2 separate regions of the Bos taurus genome follow, and region 1 is linked to region 2. A link is a contact called in public Hi-C data. All regions are on one chromosome and are shown on one strand. The core of a region is the stretch at or near the end of the contact, and the rest is flanking DNA. Distances in the headings are between cores, read along the strand shown.

Evidence for each region. A called contact is a pair of places that touch in the nucleus more often than the background predicts.
Region 1: a contact with region 2 is called in a Hi-C map of liver, with 2.6 times the contacts expected there. The contact joins the enhancer-like site here to the promoter of ABCA9 in region 2. A contact is called at or near these places in 2 of 11 Hi-C or Micro-C datasets (liver and skeletal muscle).

The regions. Positions count from the first base shown.
Region 1 is chr19:61,560,399-61,563,220 of ARS-UCD2.0, forward strand. It overlaps LOC107131548 (a long non-coding RNA gene), which reads right to left. Exons shown (of 5, transcript XR_009491608.1): 4 at 1-2,822. Among named protein-coding and RNA genes, the nearest start is that of MGC134105, 33 kb to the right of the region's middle. Within about 2 kb of position 1,408, at least 4 of the 102 cell types and tissues checked have an H3K27ac peak or open chromatin away from gene starts, as enhancers often do. A contact at or near this core is called in liver, where this site is marked.
Region 2 is chr19:61,486,774-61,489,473 of ARS-UCD2.0, forward strand. ABCA9 (ATP binding cassette subfamily A member 9) reads left to right here and starts at 1,422. Exons shown (of 40, transcript NM_001434972.1): 1 at 1,422-1,565. The coding sequence starts at 1,527.

The sequences.
Region 1 (2,822 bases), core at 158-2,657, 74 kb after region 2:
ACTTTATTTTATCTTTAGCCAGGAGCTATTCTTACCTAGTAAAGAAAGAATGGAGAAAGAAAAACACAAGTACCTCTGACTCCATCCTGTTATTTACGTCAACCAAAAAAGCTTTGTTTGAAACTTTCTTTAGAACACTGTAAAATGTCTCCAACTTTCCCAGAAAGCACATGAGATTCTGTTGCCAACTCTTCAAACCCGAAAACAATTTCACAAGAAAAATCCCTCAAACCATCATTAAGATGTCACCATAGGTCATCAACAAAATGCTGTTCTTTTCCGAGCTTGCCTTACATTTTGGGATCGACATAATGAAAACTTTTCTGTATTTTTTTCCCCTTTATTTGCCAAACTAAATTTTCAAAGAGTGCCATCTTTGGGTTTGTTTTTTTTTTTAATATCCATATACGTCTAAGTTAGAATGCTTCTAGAAGCTGGCCCTGCCCACTGGCCCTGCACAGATAGAGAAGTATTTGCTCTCTACTTCCAGCCACCTGGGTGGCATCAAAAGTCTCAATCTCAAGTTCAGTGTCTGAGAACTCGACCCAAGCTTCTTGATGAGCTCAGGCTGGAAATCATTCCAACAGGATGGGCGTTGCAAGAGTGAAATGCTTACGGACTGGGAGGCCCTGTCAAGTGTCAACTTTGTGTCTGGCAAATACACTTAGTCTCCCACCCCAGGGACAGTTTGCTGTCCCTCTTTTGCCAAAGGAACCAGAGCTCCACACACCACATACTTTCCAGCTCTCATTCATATTCAAACTGGCATCAACCCTGGAACCTGAAGCTTACTTATTCCAACACAAAATACTGCAATTTCTCTTATTTATTTGAGTCACTAAGAAATTTACCACATCAAATGTCATTTTTTGCAGTTTTTTACTGAAGTATAGTTGATTTACAATCTTAATTTCTGCTGTACAGCAAAGTGATTCAGTTATACATATGTATATGTATTTTTAATGTTCTTTTCCACTGTGGCTCACCCTAGGATGCTGAATTCAGTGCTCTGGGCCTCCCCTCATGGTTTATCCATCCCACATATCAGAGCTCACATCTGCTAATCCCAAACTCCCACTCCACCCCTGCTCCAACCCCGTCCCCCATGTCACATCAGATTTTAAACCTCTGACTTACTCTTCTGAGTGCAATATACAGCTTGAATCCACCCAAGAGGATTCAACATGTATCCAACATGACAAAGTAGTTTTATGTCCAAATAACCCTCCTGATGATAACAATCTTAAAGCTCAGTGCAAATATTCAAAAGCAGTGGAGAACAACCAGAGCATACAAAACCTGGATGGAATATGACCCTTAAAAAGACAGGGATGCTCCATATGTGTCCAGCTTTCCTCCTGAGGGAAATCGCCGATACTTACCAATTCCAGGAATTGGGCCTAAGCGGAAAGTAGCAGTCATAGTGAATTCAGGAGACAGAGTCCAGAGTTCACAGCTTTAACAGCAGCTGGAAAATAACCCTAGAAAGGAGGGAACCACGGACTGTGAGCCCCAAATTCCACACACAACAGCCCTGTAATAGGTGTATGAGAAGCCCATACTCTTGCCAACCCAGGAGACACGAGTTTGATCCCTGGGTTGGGAAGATCTCCTGGAGAAGGAATGGCAGCCCACTCCAGGATTCTTGTCTGGGAAATCCCAAGGACAGAGGTGGGCTAAAGTTCATGGACTCACAAAAGCGTCAGACGCAACTTAGCGACTAAAACCGTTGGTGTTTACCTGAGCAGCCCGTGTGTAGATTAGAGCTCAGAGAAGTCTGGTGGAAAGCAGCAGAGAGAGGGGTTGAACTGCTCACGGAGATTCAGAAGCTACCTTGTACTTGAGAAGTCAGCAAGGTTAGAGGGGGTTTTCTGTTGAAACACAGAAAAGCAAAACTCAAGTAGATAGGCCCTTACAGAACTCACCATCAAGGTGGACTGCTGGGTCTCTACCTGCTGCCAAAAGAAAACTCATTTGGAAGGAAAAAATCTTCCAGAGACCCTAAACTTATCAGTCAAGGATAAAAAGAGAGTCAGTTGACTGTCAACAAAGAGAGACAGCCAACAGGAGAACTGGGACCCCAATCTTGTCTCATTGGCAGGAACGTAAGTTTGAACCGTATGGAGCTGCCATTTCTATAGGTTACAAACAGTTAAAGTGAGTGAAAGTCGCTCAGTCGTGTCCGACTCTTTGTGATCCCACGGACTGTACAGTCCATGGAGTTCTCGAGGCCAGAATACCAGAGTGGGTAGCCGTTTCCTTCTCCAGGGGATCTTCCCAACCCAGGGACTGAGCCCAGGTCTCCCACATAGAAGGTGGATTCTTTGCCAGCTGAGCTACAGGGGAATCCAAAAACAGTCAAACACTGGCAAGTCCATGTAGTTCTAACAGGCAACATGCTGCAACGTGGATTCTGAATTTTCTCTCCCCTCTGTGCTCACATCTGTAAGACGTAAATAAGTTGTTTGCTTGGAAAATTAAAGCCCATCAAACCTAACGCTTTGCATAAGGGAGACAAAATCCATGAATAATCAGGGTCTGCAGGCATTTTTGTTTTGTTTTTGTTTCTTTAACTTTTCGGCCAATTCTCTTCATGGGCGTAAACACTTCCTCCACCCTGTTTCCAGCTTTTTCCCAGGTGGCTTCTCTTTCTGCTCTTGGCTTTACCAGCTCTCTGCCTTATTTCCATCATTTTCTTTCTAGTTCGCCTGTGTTTTGTTCTGTTTTGTTTCCCGACCCTTAAGAGACTACACAAGGTTCCGGGTTGCAAGGTGGTGAGAGTATCCGATTATTCTGTAAACAATATGGAGAAACAGAGAGTA
Region 2 (2,700 bases), core at 172-2,671:
ACATTATATTCTCTGGCAGGTGTTATTAAGTCTGATAATTTTGTATCTTCTGCAGAAGACAGCAGCCGTACAGCAACAATCAGAGCCTGTCTTTGTTTGGCAGTCGTAGGCATTAGTGAGTTCAATCTGCCTCTATTTTGCTAGCCTAGCCATTTCTGGACTCGTACAATTTGCAAGAGAATAAATATGAGAGAATGGGAGGTGAATGAGGAAGATCTCATGTGATTATCACAGCCCGTAGGAAACGGATGAGCCTACTTGGTTTGAGAATTGCCCGCACAGCATATACCCTCACGGGCGTTTTCAGGAAGCAGTTACAGCACAGGGGAACGCAACAGACCCACACAGTGAGCAGAGACACGCTGGCCCCTACTCACCTTTCTTCTCCACGAATTATACTTTCATGAAATTACAATTTCATGTAATTTCATGAGCAACTTTCTCACTTTTTTTTAGAATTGCCTCATCTTTGATTTACCTGAAATGCTCAAAAAAAGATAGAACGGCAGCTCTTACCTGTTAAAAATGTTTCTTCAATAATATGAAAAACAAGATGTCCTAAAAACCACCGGCTGCTTACAGAGAAAGTAAAGCCGCTTTACAGAGAAAGTCTGCCTTCCGGCACTTTTGCAGAAACAAGAAGCTCGTAGCTCTTGGGAGGGCAGGTGCTTTTAGGTGACGTTGCTCTAAGGACTCTCGTATTCCCCACTGCAAGAAAGATGCCGCAGGTAGCTTGCATGCAACACAACTCAGATGAAGATGAAAATTCAGTTCATTTTGTTCCCTTAAAAAAATTACATTCTTCTTCGCCATACTTCTATATCCAGATTTTAAGAACTAAATTTCAGTGGAGACTTTTGAGTTGCTTTCTGGCCCGTTTCTGTATTTGTCTTTTTTTTTTTTTTTTTCGAATGGGTACCTGAGTGCTTCTCACAGGCATCCCCCGGGCTCAGCACAGTGTGTGTGTGTGTGTGTGTGAGCTGCTCAGCCGTGCCCAGCTCTTTGCGACCCCATGGACAGTAGCCTGCCAGGCTTCTCTGGCCATGGGATTCTCCCAAAAATACTGGAGTGGGGTGCCGTTCCCTTCTCCATGTCATTTTTTTTTTTTTTTTTTTCTTTTTTACTTGTCTCTGCTCTGTTCCGAACTGTTTCTTTACTTATGTTTCTTTAAAAGACTGTGTTGGGAGTCAGCTCTCCCATGAGGGCCTTGCGTAGAAAAGCGAATTGGAAAAGACTAGCTTCTCTTTGATTTGATAGTACTGACGCTCGCTGGGTCCAGCCAGCCATCTGCAGCCACGAACTCCCTGCTGAGGAGCTGGCGGGGAGACAAAGAAACAGGAAACTGTAAAGAAGTCGCCACGTGATGTCAGCAGAGTTTTGGCAGTCTGGCTGAATTAAGACCATAGTCCTTTTCAGAAACCGTTCTACACGGAACTATTCACAATAAACATGAAATTAAAAGCGTTGATGTAGTAGTGACCCAAAAGGAATGTGAATTGTTCTCCAGGACCCGCGGAGACCCGTGGATGAACTGTTTCTGGAGTCTTGCTCCAGCTTTCCTGAGAGTAAGTTAACCTCTGAAAATGTGGTTTTGCAAATGAAAATATAACGTGTGACTTCAAACAGGGAATGCCAAACACTTGGATGAAAACTGTGAGATGCAGGATGTTGTTAGCAAGTCATTTTGATTTTTCAAATTATCTGAGTATTTCATATTGTATTGTAAATAACCACTTGGAGAACCAATATTTATTTAAATTTTTACCCTATGACTAAAGCATGTTTGGACAAATAGCATGTTTTGTCTAAGAGACTATTGGATAAGCTGAAAGGAATGAGACTTAATGTTGCCTCTTTACAAGGATGAGCTATATTTCTCAAACTGTAAGAATTACTTATTCTTTTTTGTTCATTTTCAATTTTGCTGCCAGAGGCTTTATATGCATTGGGGGGATACATGATTTTCTGAGTATTAGTTTTTTTTTTAACCAGAGACCTAAGGTTCTGAGTATTTAAATGATTTAAATGGCTTCATCAAGAAACCTGAAGGTTATATTTTCATCGACCTTGTTTATCATTCTAAATTTTTGCGAAATTTGTTGTGTAACATGTTTATTCTCTGAATACTGGGAATTCTGTCTGAATAGGAAATGACTGGCTTTTATAGCCAAGTTATTATTAGATCACACAGGCTCCTACTCAGAGCAATTTAAGCTAAATAGATGTTTTGTGTAACTACAGTGAATAGTATTTTTATTTCTGACCAGGACATGCCGTGGGGAAAAAAAAATCAGCCTTAACAGTTAAAAACGCCAGTCACGACTAGATCATGTTCATCATTCTTTAAAATGTTCTCCAGCACACACATTCATCCACAGCAGGAAAGTAGAGGAGGCCCCAGTGTTAACCCTTCCAGACACCCCAGTCTACGGCACCGCTGGTTTCCTAACCAAGAATGTTTCATATCCGTGTATATTTTTTCCTTTTTGTTTTTCCTGGTGCACCGGGTCCTTATTGCCGTGCAGGCTTCTATCGAGCTGCAGCCAGGGGCTTCTCATCACCCTGCTGTCTGCTGGCGTCTGCTGGCGTCGATCACGGGCTCCAGGGCCCTCGGGCTTCAGTGTTTGCAGCTTGCAGGCTCTAGACACAGGCTCAGACCCACAGGCTCAGTGGCTCTGCACAAGCGGGATCTTCCCAGAC